2 separate regions of the Hordeum vulgare genome follow, and region 1 is linked to region 2. A link is a contact called in public Hi-C data. All regions are on one chromosome and are shown on one strand. Each heading gives the region's core, a stretch centred on a gene start, on an enhancer-like site or on the middle of the called end of the contact. The rest is flanking DNA. Distances are from core to core; before and after follow the strand shown. Region 1 holds the start of LOC123397149. Region 2 holds the start of LOC123452614 (lipid phosphate phosphatase 2).

Region 1 (7,052 bases), core at 3,355-5,854, 140 kb after region 2:
TGATCGACTCCTTTTTTTTTTGCGATAAACAGGATGAACGACTCAGATGGCAGCTCATGCGCCTCATTGATCCTTTCACTGCATCCACCAACCATAAATGGCATAATGTTTAGTTCTATCCAAGTTCAACAAGAACACTACACAATCGACTCCTTATATCACATTTTCATTATGGAAAGTATGGATAGCATAAGTTTTAAAGTGAAAAGAATCGTATGAACTCAGCATGTCGACAACATATTGGTCAGCCCACGCGTATATTACAGTTGCCCGCGTCGTTGAATCCAGAGTGAACCCAGAAAAACTCATCTCTCTTACAGTGTTATATAAAACATCACATACCATTTGTAATGTATGGCAAGTTGGAACATACGGGCATGCAATGTTTTACCTGTAGACTGACAAACAAGTATATTTTTGGCAGATAAAAATAAACACAAGGTTGAGACAGCAGCCCAGGATATAGAACAATGCAGTATCTATACGAGCATGTCTGTGAAACAGGGCAGGGGCCACATGCGCTTGCAAACTTGATTGCAACACTAGTGTCGGTGTTTCCAGGAAAACTTCAGGTCATGCATGCATAGTGACAAAACGCCCCATCGGTCAATTCATTCACAGTTCAGGACTGGATTGCGACTACATTATACTCGGATTAGGCGCAACCAGAGCAGCCAGAAGAAAAGAACTTCTTCCTACCCAGAGTTTCACGAGCCATTATTTCATGGCACCTGACTAGTAACACTAGTTAACAAATAAGCCATGCAATATCAAGACCATTGTTCTTGGTTGGATAACCCCCTCCCTCTATTGTACCTCTAATCTCTATTGGTGAACGATGCAAGTCTTATAACAAATGAATAAAGAGGTACGTACTTTATGAGGTAAAAATAAAAACAGATAAGCCGTATGGTTTTAGATGCCCATGGTTACAGTGTAGATTAAGGCAATTAATGTACTAGATCATGAAAATAAGGGTAACAAAAAAACTGTGTTCATCCATGAACTTATGATCGCCCAGATGCACAGGATACATGACAAGAATCAATGAATCATGTAAGTTCTTTTATAGCTAGCTATGGATCATCTCTCTAAAGCTATGACGATTCACAGGTCCTATGGTTCGCGAAACTTTTGCCATAAACATAGTTAAATATGAAACTACTGTTTCCAGGTGGTTCAAGTAGCAGGCCCTTCACAAACTGACATCAGGTCAACTATCAACTTGGAAGAAATAAAATAAATATGAAGAGGCCAGGCAAAATGTCCTATCTGAAACTACAGAATGTTGAAAAGTAACAGAAATGATACCAATTTGTAATGAGAATAACGAAACCAAAATAATCTGCAGACTAGAAATGCCTACCAGATAAGCTTAATATTCTGATATTCCACTTGCCCAGTAAAATGGCCTCACCCCACAACTGCAGCACAGTAATTGCTCCCACAATGCTTCAACAGTTTTCAGGAGGTACTGGCATAGTGACAGATAAGCAGGTAAGCCCGGTGATACAATGCATGGCAGCTTGTGCAAAATTTGCAAATAACACATTGCTTAAACTCAACTATTACTCCCCGAAAAAGTATATCCATGAAACCATCCAAATAATGGTCCCAGAAGGTGAGAACGATCTAAGGCCTATATCAATCTGATAACAAGTAGCTAAGTGAGTTTTCTCAGTCAAATGTAACTGGAGAAGAACTAGAAAAGAAATAAAACGCAGTTAGTCTAATTACAGTGAGAAAAAAAGAACCCCCTGACCAACAATGGTCAGTACAAACAGTAGTTAGCCTGAAAAGTTGGACAACCTTCTCCTCTTTCTGTTCCTCTTCATAGTCAAATCTCTTTGCATACTGCCGTTGGAATGAGGAAGAATGTGCATGGGGCTGGTGCGCCTAATAGCTGTTCTTCTCCCTCTTTTGTTTACCCATTGAATTGGCAATTTGCCTGCAACTTGGGCAATACCATCAGACGCAGCAAGCTCAGCCACTTTTTGGATCCTCTCCTGCATTTGCATAACCCATGCTACCGACAGATCGAGTGAGAATGAATCATCCAGTGGCTTTTGCCACAGATCAAGTAGGACACGCTGAAATGATTGAAATGATAGTGAGGGCTGGACATCCTTGCGTGGTGCATACATCATGTTAACCTTTATGACGTGCTTACATAGGTTACCCTGCATCGACCACGAACAACTACACAGAGAGAATTCAGACCCAGCATTCCATACAGTTCGCATTTGACTAGCATCCTTCTGGCTTGCCACCTTAGCTGAAACAGGTTCTTTGTCATCAAATAGAACAGCCTCGTCAGGTATGTGCAGAGCCCTTTGCCATGAAGTGGATGCAATGTACTCTGCTTTCACCTCAGGAAATGAACCGCTCTCGTCTGCATATAGGTTGAGCCAGTAGCCAGAATGCAGCTCTGTTGTCAGCTTGTGCACCAACCAATCCACACGTTGAAGAGCATCAAGCTGTGAATCATCATATGCTTTAAGCTTGAGCTTTAGATGGTAACCCTCAATAGCAGCACAGGATTCCTGACTTGCTAGCGGCAAATTTCTGATGGTATCAATCCACATCTCTAGATGGGGCAATGGCACACAAGAAACATTGTTAGCATCTGGACAAGGATTTGCAATTCAATGTACATTCTGAATCTACTACCTGAGATTCTTACCCAATTTGGGAACCCAAAATGACTTGAAATACTGTATGAAGGTGGTTTGGTCAACAAAGTCTTGAAACAATTGCCCAAGGGCATCCATGGGATTTGCATCACTCCAGATACTGTACATGAATTTTCCTAGTTGTGTAAATACTTCTCGTTGCACCTCAGTGTTGCTGCATTTCTTGATTATATTTTTAAGCCAAGTTCTCCTTATGTGCCATAAAGAAAACAAAATCGGGCAGGAAAATACATTCCTGAAAAACAATGACACATTTCGTCAATGGGAATGAATTACATACCATCTACACAGGATAATTTCATAGTTAGATCATATGTCAAAATCTATGCTATACCATCTACACAGGATAATATCACAGTTTAAGATCATATGTCAACATCTATGCTATACGCTTATACCTGATTGGGTCCAGCTCTGAGGTTGGATCGTCAATAATAAATCCACCAATCCTCCAGTTGGAATCAACAGAATGTATTCTACTAGTAAGTGCTTTCATCCATCTCGAAGTGTCATGCTTGGTAACAGATCGGGTTATAACCCATGCAACAGGTAGAGCCTGTTGTCTTGAATCGAATACAAGAATTGTGTGCAAGGGGTACTGCAGCAAAGAGTAGAATGTCAAACAAATGATGAAACCTGCCCCTGCAGACATAACTAGACATCATATACTATAATATGTTGCTTATAAGTATAACTACACAACTATCAGCTTTTGTTGTAGTCAGATACCTTCAGCTTGCTTACACCAAATGAGGAATGAGATGCCAAAATATTCTGGTGACCAAAGCGGATCATCTGCTGCAGTTGCCACTCTGTCTGGATCCCTAGTACAAAGGCATCTGTCTCGGTCGAGTCCTGGTGGAAAAACACAGACTTCTTGTTCCTATCGACCCACATCCTGATGCTAGCTTGGTCATCTAAATCCAGCTCATGCGTGGACCTCTTGATGATCATCCCAAGCTTGTGGACATACTGCGAAGCGAGGCTATCGACCTTTGCATCGGAGCCACAGTAGCGTTGTATCCCTTCTATATGTGTCTGCAGGATGTTCTCCTCGGGGACGCCAAGATAGATCAACGACATGGTCTGCTGCTGAATCTCGCTCCCAACATACGGCACCCTCCTGGCACCAGGCCCAATGGCGTCCCGGTCCAGGGGTCCATGGCATACAAAACCAGACTTGTTGACATGGCGCCTCTCATGGTAGATAATGAGAGCCAGCGAAGGGCGGGCATATAACCGCTTGATTGCGAAATGGCAGGTGCAGCCTCGCATCGACTGCGGCCGAGCCGCACGGTTTCTTGTGTTAAGCCTGTACCTTCTGCTGGGCAAGATCGTCCCTCCCTCCCCGTAATTTTCAGGGCCAAACGAACACCAATACCTGAATCAATTTGGAACAGGACACCCTAATTATTAAGAACCATGTAATAGCCTTGCTGTGAAAAAAAAGAAGAACTTGCAATGACCGAATAATTTGCATGGTGGGCAGAGCAGGGGCGAGCAGGGGAGGCGGCGGCAGGGAGGCGCGTACATTCTGTAGAGGAGGTACTCGTCGCTCCTGAACTCCTTGAGGGAGCCCCTTTCGCGCTTGCGGCCGCGCTCGATGTGGAACCTGGTGGGGTACTCGGGGTTGTTGCACTCGCCGCTGATGAAGGCCTCCATCCGGTCGTAGGGGATGAGCGCGACGTCGTCGCAGTGGTGCTCGGAGCTCGCGTACTTGACCCACCGGAGGTCGGCGGCCGAGAACTCCTCCCCGGGAGGGTCCTGCACGGGGAGATCGCTTACCGACTGCAGCACCTCCATCACCGCCATCACCTCTCCCATTTTTCCCTTCTCGCAGTCGCCCGCCGCCACTCGCCGGAGCTGGGATTCGGTGCCGCAAAAACCCTAGAGAGAGAAAACGAGGAGGGGAGAAGGAATGGGGACGAAATAGCGAGCAGCGGAACGAAAATCCTATTCTCCGCCAGTTCCGGGGAATAGCCAACTTCCGCGTTCCCATCCACCTCTACCTAATTGGGCCAGCCCATGCGGTACCGGTGTTTTATTTTATTATTATTATTCACTGTGATCTTTTTTTTTCTTTCATCATTATCTAAAATTATTATTTCATAAATCATCAATATATATTTATTATAGTTTGCACACGAAAAAACATTTATTTTACATAAGAATATACTTTCTGAGATAATAGTTGGTGTCCGCACACCTATGTCTCGCTTATAGTAGTATCATCAGTCGAGCAAAGTTTAAATCCTAAATTTAACATTAGTGTCCGCACACCCCTATGTCTTGCTTATAGTGAGACATAAGGAACCCTCGCATAAGGGCAACGCGAGAGGCCGGCCCAACTGCAATGAAGGCCACAACCTCATTTTTTGGTTTCTCCATTTTCATTTTTATTTACTTTTGTTCACACTTCCAAAAATTGTACACATATATACTACAAAGAATGCACTTTACATAATGTTATGCAAAATGTTAATCACGCATTTAATTAAATGTGTATATAAAAATGATGACTACGTATACAAAAATATATAATGTGCGTGGAAAAGTAGATCATGTATTTAAAAATGTCAATCAAGAATTCTTAAAATGTATTAAACAAGCATTTGAAAATTTTAAATGTGTATAGAAAAATATTCACTATGCATTCAAAGAAATGTTAAATATTGCCTTTAACAAATGTTGATAAAGCATATGAAAAATATTAAATGTGTATAAAAAATGGTGATTATGTATTAAAAAAAGTTAATCTTGTACTTAAAAAGTGATAATATAGTATTTTCTAAAATTTTAAAAGTATACAGAAAAAAGTTGATAATGTATTTAAAATTTTGGCCTTGTATTTTTTTATGTGTATACAAAAATATTGACCATGTATTAAAAATGTTAAAACTGTATTTAAAAAATTCATTAAGCATATGAAAACAATTTTAAATGTGTATATATAGATATTGACCATGTATTTAAAATATTAATTTGGTATATGAAAATTTATATCAAACTTCAAAAAATATTTTGGTATAAAATATATACCAAAATGTATATAGAAAACCAGTGAACCCCGAGAGAAAACAAAGAAAACCATTAAAAGACATGAAAGAAACAAATGATGCAGAACAAACACGGTATATCGAATGTGATCATAGGGAAAGGATGTATCTATATATATAATATACCAAAATGTATATAGAAAACCAGTGAACCCCAAGAGAAAACAAAGAAAACCAATGAAAGACATGAAAGAAATAAATGATGCAGAACAAACACGGTATCTTGAATGTGATCTGCCTACGTTCATGGGATTGGTGTATGTACGTATGTACAAGTTTCTGCGTTTGTGTTTGTACTATGTTAAAATAAAATAATAATTAGTAATTCCACCATAATTGTTGGAGTTAAGTTTAATTCTTCTTTTTATGGAAAAAACCTTTAGTTTATTCATCAAACATCATGAGAGTACAAAGAACACGAAAGTAACAGAAATTACATGAAGCATGATTTTAATGAATACATCAAGTTCATCATGGACATTGGTCGAAAAACATTACATGTGTGTAGGAATCATTTTTTGATATACATGAACAGCATTTATGATTTATGTGCTCATTCTGGTTGCTATATATGAGCATTTTGCATGCCACGTGAAAGAAGCATTGCAACTAATGTGAACAAATTATTGAGGCGGGATGATTTTCCTTTCATTACCAGCCCAAAACGATAAGAGGGGAAAATCCTTCGATCTCCGCATCATTGTGATTACACATATCCATGACATCTCGATCTATTGAAAGTGTGCATACGTCTCTCTTTAGAATTCGAACATCTAAGTCAAAAATATCCATGGCATTGTCCGTCTCGCTGGATGATTCTCAATGATTGGACTTAATGCATGTTGTCGGAAAAGATTTTCGGTTCGTTTTATAAATAAAGCAAACCATCGAAGCACAACATCTAACAACAGCCACAACACACACACTCCCACACACGCAAACGCACGTCGCCACCACACAGATCCAAGACAGGATACATAGGCGTTGAACGCAACAACAACACCCCTCGCACTACCACCATGAAGAGATGAAGCCGCAAACGGCGAACCGTGGACTCCAAATGGGCGCCTTCAGGAAGGACACGACACCGGAGCACCGTCATCGTCCGATTCGAGGATCAGAGTTTCTCCTGGAGTCGCACGAGGGGCAGTGAGAGACGCGACGACGCCTTCAAGAAAGGAACAAGCTACGTCATCGCCGGTCCATCCGAAGATAGAAACAAGTTTTCACCCATGAGAACACTCACCGCCATCGAACGCCACATCCCGGCTACCACGCCGCGCACACGGCCATGGCCACCGGG
Region 2 (7,123 bases), core at 2,967-5,466:
AAAATATGCAGGCTATAACTACAAACCCCAGTAGATAAAAAGTTGTTCTCGTGGTAAACATCACAGCCCAAAGGTTCTACCCTAGGAAGCATGGAGACCAAGTCAAGTTCCTAACACAGAACCACTTCAGAAGGCCATTATAAATAATTCAACATATTTATCTAGGACTTAGTTATATCAATTCGGAGTGCTGGCTACAACTTAGAAAACATCACATTACACTGAGGCATGCAGGGAAGTAGCATGTTCCAAAAAAATCAGTACAACTGGCCTACAAATATTGATGCTCACTAGCAAACAATTAAAGATCCAACTTATGGAATGTCAACAAAACCCTAAAACCTCTGAGATCTGGGTAACAATTCACAATAATCAGAAATGTAACTAAATACCAGGAACGTCCAACCTGTTGCAGCCAACCAAACAATAAACAATAAAGTTGCATCCCTCCCATTGTGATCATTTGAAAAGACAACAAAACAAGAGTTGAATGTTGATAGAGGCTTGGGACATCGATCGACCTCCAATACAGGTGATTATTAGAAAATGCTGATCCTAGTCCAGGAATCTGGGGAGCTGATAACATAACAAGTCTGGGCAACCAACATAATTACCAAGTTCCAAGATAAGTGGGATTGTGGAAAACTGGCCCTCATGTCACTCTCGAAATTGAAACTCGAGGGTGACCCAAACAATCACCCCGGCCTCTCAAGAACAACTCAAAAGGCTGGGTTGTGTGGCTCTAAGGTGGCAGTGACGGTGAGGTTCCCTCCTGGCACGCCCCTCTTGCAGGGCCAGAAACCATTGTGACGGCCCTCGAAGGCAGGCGGCGCGGACTGCTCCTGGTGGCCACGGTGTTGGCTGCTTTCCTTCGCAATGTGGGCACTGGGTAGTCCTAGCGAGGTCGCCACAGATATGCCGGTGACAGCTAGGCCTTTGGATGTTGTATCCCTCTTGGGGGCGTCATCGCAGTTCTTCCATCCCCTTCCAAAGTCCTGGGTGACAACCCATGTCCATCCTGTTGGACTCAGCAGCGAAGGCGTGACGCAATGTTACCCCTCCAGGCGTGACGCTAGATATCTCAATTCCCTTCTGGGTGTGGTGCGATGGCTTCTTCGGCAGGCATGGATGGTGACTGAGAGCATCTTCGGTTTGAGATGATGGTGGCTCCATTGGCCCCTCTCTTCTGCATGGTACTACATCGGCGGTTGTCCCATGTGGCATCCCGGCTTAATAGGAATAATAGACTACTCGTATCAACAAGGTGCGCCTTCTTTTCCGGGAACCCATACGAAGGAACCTAGAAGTTACGTGTACTTGGCTTGGAGGAACTTGAGGATGGGTGACCGACTAGGAAGTTGATATCGGTTGGTTTGTGGAGCGAGACTAGATCCTAGGTGGTAGTCTAGATCCTAGGTGGTAGCCAGGTGTAATGGCAAGGAATCAATGGGTTTGGCCAGGGCGATACAATTGGTATCAGAGCCGACCCTCACAGTTACACGGGCGTGTGCGGGTTAGGTGTGTGGGCATGTGGCGCATGGCACGTGTGGCCCATCATGGCATGTGGTGCCAAGGGGAATCATTTCTATTGGGCAGACGTGAACGTCAATTCCTTTTGAGTGTAGGTGTATGTGACACCCCGGCTTAATAGAAATGATGGACTACTCATATCAACAAGGTGCACCTTCTTATCTGGGAACCCATACGAAAGGAACCTCAAAGTTAAGCATGCTTCGCTTGGAGCAATTTGAAGATGGATAACCGACTAGGACGTTGATTCTGAGTGTGCACGAGTGAGGGCAACGTGCGCAGAAAAGACTAGTGTTGATCTGTGGGGCCAGTCTAGATCCTAGGAGGTAGTCAAGCACAACGTCTAGGAACCAGTGGGTTAACTGTGGGTTTGGTCGGGGCGGTACATCTCAATCCCTTCTGCTCGTTGGCAGGGTCACACTCCTCTGTCTAGAGCAAGTTCGGTGTAGTGTTGCGTTGTAGTCCAATGATTTTATCCAGGGGATGTGGATTCGCTTGTGGTCGACTCCTTCTAGTGCTTCTTGTTGTGGCTCTGCAACTCATGTGCTTTTGCACAGCGACAAGTTGGCGTCATCCAGTAGTGCACTCCTCATAACGTTTCCAGGCTAGGGGCATGGTGTTCATTCTGTGTTGTTTGCTCTGCTCGCCTTGTTTAGCCTTCTGCTTTGAAAGAGAGTTGTCTAGACACCATGTCTCCTTCGGTCGTGTGGCTTTCTCTGTAAAACAGGATGAAAGCCTGTTCTATACAAATTATCAAATCCCATAGCAACTAATCAAGCATGCAAAAATTAAACAAACTTCAAGCAATGATAGTGTTTGACATATAAATTTACTCTTGATTCTTCTAATCAGTAAGGAACGCAGCAGAAAATAAAATTTTAAATAAAATTTCAAGTCATACGCTAAGCTCAGTTAAGTACTGCAATTGTGTCAAAGAATCTACAAAACTTAAGATGTCATTCAGTTGATAGAAACTAAATGGCTTAGAATTCTTGTAGCGATGTCTACAGGAACTTACTGGCCCAGATGATCTTGCTAAGTTACAAATTATCTCAGCTCATAATCCTGTCTTGGTGTATTCATTATTTCACAATTCTCTTTCTGTAACTGGTTCCTAAATACTCCCTCCATCCCAATTCCCAAAATAAGTGACTCAACTAGTACAAAGTTGAATCACTTATTTTGGGACGGAGGGAGTAGGTGATAATTCCCTAGTTACGAACTCAAATAGCATCACAAAAGAATAGAAAAGCAATTACATGGGCCTGCATGATATATAAAAATATGATAGGGCTATAGGAAGGATAAATGCAAACTTGGCATTGTGTATTGCAATATCCCCATTTCTCCATTGCAATCCTAATATGATAGGGTTCCTAAGCAGAGCTGGAATATTCATATGCAATCACAAAGGTTTGAACATAACAATGATGGTACAGCCAGCATCAGTGTTCTGCTATCAATGTAAATTTTGGCTTTATTTCTTCCATCACTTGAGAAAAGATTTAAGAATGCAAATTTACTATGGAGTAGCCATAAAGTAACGAGATAAAATTGTAAATAGAATTTGTGAAGATCTGACTGTCAGCATCGCCATACATGAAACACTGCAAAGATTGAAGTACTAAGCGGTCGAATAAACCGGAACAACCTGGAAATTTTCCTTGTGACCAAACAACTAAACGAGTTTATGGTGAAAATCCAACTAGTTGAAACTGACAAACCCAAGGAGTAAACTGAATCATGAATGAACCAAACAAACTGTTGAGTTATCCAGACAATCAACACACTGCATGTACCTCGGAAACTCGAAAAAACAGGGCCAATCGCTGAATAGAACAGTGGAAGCCTCAATGAAACAAAAACTCCCAAGTCACGGAACAAATAATGTCGACCCTTACTTTAGTCCTGAAACAGGCCAGCTTCGAAACTAATAGCCAAAACTCCTTCTGCTGATTCGACCACTTGACCATTAAACACTGGAAACGGTTGGCTCGATGTCGAAATTTTCAAGCCAACTGGAAGTAAAGATTGAATAGGTACGGCCTAGAGCAGCTACCTGTTGCTGGTAGTATCACTTTAAAGATCGTCCGTCGGTGGAGCAGTTGTTTGCCCACTGCCACTTGACTCTGGGGGGCGGACGGCCGTACCAATATTTTTCGCACCAAATCTTGTTCGACGCGGTTAGCAGGGACCGATAGTGCGCTCTGAACAGTAAGAACCTAACCAAAACCATGGAGCAGGTGGACTAAGATTGCTGAAGCAGCGGCGCCCGCAGCGAGGGAGAAATTTATTAGAAGGAAAAGAAAAGAAGGAGGAGATTCGGGTGGGTTGCCCCCGGGTGCAGCGAGGGAAGGATACGACACTCCGGAACAAAACAAAACAAAACAAAAATATATCCAAACTCATCCAGCAATCAAGATGGCGTTCCTTACCGACGCGAGAAGGAGTCGAGCGGAGTCGGATCTCCAGCGCTCCGCCCTGGAGGATGCCGGGGAGAAGACGGTGCTCCGCGCCGCCGGCGACGGTTGGGCGCGCGACGGATGGATTGCGGGGCTGGGAAAGAAGAAGAGACGAGGGTTGGTGAGGGACTGAGGGGATTATTATTGGTTGCTTTGTCCTTTAGAGGAAACAAAAAAAAAGTGGAGTGGGGAATTTTGCTTTCAAATGATTTTGAATCTACTCCTGCTCTACATGAAACCGTCTGGTAGCGTTGTGGTGGGCGCTGTGGGGACAGCCAAACGCTTGAGAGTTGAGGCGTCCAGATACTCGAGGCGACAACCTTTGTTGACTGCTGCTATGGGGTGCGTGCCGCCATGCGAGAACGACCACAGCCGCAGGTCTTAGCCATTTTGAACGTATTAAGGCCTGTTTGGTTTCAATAAGTGAGGTGATTTATAAGCCACGTCTGTTTGGTTGTCATCTGATTTATAAGTCATTTTTTTTTTTGCGAAGAACTTATAAGTCACCTGACCACATCTTTTCATCATGTTTTATATTATAAAACCAAAAAGATGATGGGTCCCATACAAAAGTGGATGGCTTATAAGTTTTAAGTTTGGGTGAAGCAACTTATGACTTATAAGTTAGGGTGACTTATAAGTTAGGTTCATTTGGTAAAATAAGTCACTTTTTGCACTTTTCAACTTATAAGTTGGTGACTTATTTGAAACCAAACAGGACTTTATTATCTTCTCTTCTTCGGGAAAAAGAGAAGCCATTTTGAGTCTATTATCTTTCCTCTTCCGATTCACGTCGGGAAAAAGAAAAGCGTAAGACACACATAACCAACAAAGGTCCCTAATCGTTCAGAATTCGTGTAGTTACATTTGTTGGTTGTGGGTGCTTCGAGTTGGCCGTGGGGTTCGCTATGCATATCAGTGTGGTACGTTAGGTTTTTTTTGTAAAGTCATGGTATTGTATTTTCTTTAACGATACTCTATATCTATTTGTATTTTTTATGTTGGTTTTTCTGCTTGTTAGCTAGACATGCTTTGTCTTGGGCGTTTTTTCTCTTTCTTCCTTTTTTACACTTCTGACTTGTACGGTTTTCAGTCCGTCTTTCCTTGTAAATGAGGTCGACTTGTTTAATTTTTTATCATATTTCTTTTATAAACTGTATCGGTAAAAACTTAAAGAGCGACTCTTGAATTTAACTGTTTTTTAAGTAATGTATTCAGGTGAGAAAAGATCCCCTTTTCATGTGACTATTTAAATAAACATAGCCAACAAAACAGGGTCATCTACGAAGGTGAAGGTATAGGGCTATGTACCTGTAAAAAATTGAATGAAGGAGTAGGCATAGGTGGATGACATTTTCTAACATTGCGGATTTTTTATATAGCAAATGTTAAGTCGTCCCTAGTCTACTCTTTTCCAGACTTGTGCAGCTTTGTGTCCCACGTCCTGCTTCAGAGCCAGATGTCGATGAAGGTGAGGTAGACGATTCAACCGAATGGGTCGACCTCATGGTCTTTGCGGCCCGACGCAGACAACGCGGAGTTGCCGATGTCGGCAACGTGTGTGATCGTTCGCCTCCTCATTGATGCGGAGCCGCCACCATTCCTTGCGGATGGCGGAGGCGCTGCCCAGGGAATCGCAAAGCGCCCGTTACAATGTTTCGCTTGTTCTTCTTCTTCTCGGCGATCTGGACCTCCGCACAGCAGTGGTGCCCAAGGAGCCTCAGGTTGGACCGCTGCTCCTCTTGTAGCATCTCAAACATGGGGACCGGCGGCTGCGCCTCTGCGATTACAATGTTGTAGTATGCAACTCCCTGTTGTAGGGTGTGTCTCGCAGGCGACACATTCGCTTGCTCCTCCTTCGACGTCTTCCACATCCAAGTGGTTCGTGCGTCGTGCACACCTCTGCTTCTTGTAGGGATCTCCCGTCGTAATGCGGTTCGCGCACCGTTGACGCCGTGCGTCCACCTCGGTCGTGATTTTGTTGTGACGCCACGGTGAGAGGGTCTTCCACCACTCACGGCGGGTCTCAAGCATTGGTCTCAAAGGTCGAAGAAGAAAGAAGGGTGTGATGGTGGCTCAGACGAATGGAGATGGGACCTGGAGGTGGTGCAATTTGTGTCGTGGTCGGGGACCTTCAAATAGTAGCGGGCGCCTAGGCTCGCGAAGCGGCAACTTGAATGTCGGTTCTCTTCTCGTTCATCGCACTAGGGTGAATGGACGGGATGCCCATGTTGGAAATATGCCCTGGGGCAATAATAAATTGTTTATTATCGTATTTCTGTGTCCATGATAAACGTGTATTATCCATGCTAGAATTGTATTGACTCGAAACTTAGATACATGTGTGGATACTTAAACAACACTTTGTCCATAGTGGGCCTCTACTAGACTAGCTCGTTGATTGAAGATGGTTAAGGTTTTCTAACCATAGACATGATGTAAGAGCATAATCTTCCCTAAGTAGTTCTGTTGGTTGATGACAACACATTTGCGGACTAATCGTGTGCTTTAAGCTTTCACAGGTTATCAGGTGGCACGAGACGGTTATTCTTTCCCTCGGATGTTAAACGAGAAGACGGAGTACTTCATATGATTTAGAGTTGGTGGGCTTGAGTCATAGGATAATTCATACTATCAAGAGGGGTCCACGTTTGGAAAGGTTGGGAGAATCACTCACGTACACATTCGTCACCACCTTTCCTCCTCAGCACTTTGGAGTTGTCCTCTTGATCTTTGGTAAGCGGAAGTACCGCTCGGAGTGGAGCGGTACTACCGCTTGGGTGGAAGTACCCCTGGAGTTTAGCGGTACTACCGCTTAGGCGGTACTGCCGCTCCCTAATCCTGGCCTCACTTCCGCTTATGTTTTCGGTTTTTCGGTTCTGCTTAGAAATTATTTTTTGAGCGAAAGTTGGTAGCGGAAGTAACACCGTGAGCGCTACTTCCGCTCTACATCCCCTGTTTTCTAAGTGGCGGTAGTACCGCTGGTTGGAGCGGTAGTACCGCTCCAGCGGAACTTCTGCTCCTCCCTGTCTCCAGTCTATTGGATGCCCGACCTGTTTCTGTCGTGCAAGCGGAAGTACCGCTCCCCCAAGCGGTACTACCGCTCCTTCATGATTTGTGGGCAAAAAACG

Evidence for each region. Hi-C and Micro-C count contacts between places; a contact is called where the count stands out from the background.
Region 1: a contact with region 2 is called in a Hi-C map of leaf, with 2.6 times the contacts expected there. The contact joins the promoter of LOC123397149 here to the promoter of LOC123452614 in region 2. A contact is called at or near these places in 3 of 6 Hi-C or Micro-C datasets (leaf and seedling) and 1 of 1 datasets of contacts at active chromatin or transcription factors (embryo).

What each region holds. Positions count from the first base shown.
Region 1 is chr5H:385,232,259-385,239,310 of MorexV3_pseudomolecules_assembly, forward strand. It overlaps LOC123397149, which reads right to left and starts at 4,605. Exons shown (of 5, transcript XM_045091808.1): 1 at 4,225-4,605; 2 at 3,423-4,074; 3 at 3,092-3,291; 4 at 2,684-2,928; 5 at 1,537-2,587. The coding sequence starts at 4,517. The coding sequence ends at 1,788.
Region 2 is chr5H:385,090,866-385,097,988 of MorexV3_pseudomolecules_assembly, forward strand. LOC123452614 (lipid phosphate phosphatase 2) reads right to left here and starts at 4,217. Exons shown (of 9, transcript XM_045129301.1): 1 at 3,966-4,217; 2 at 3,590-3,752.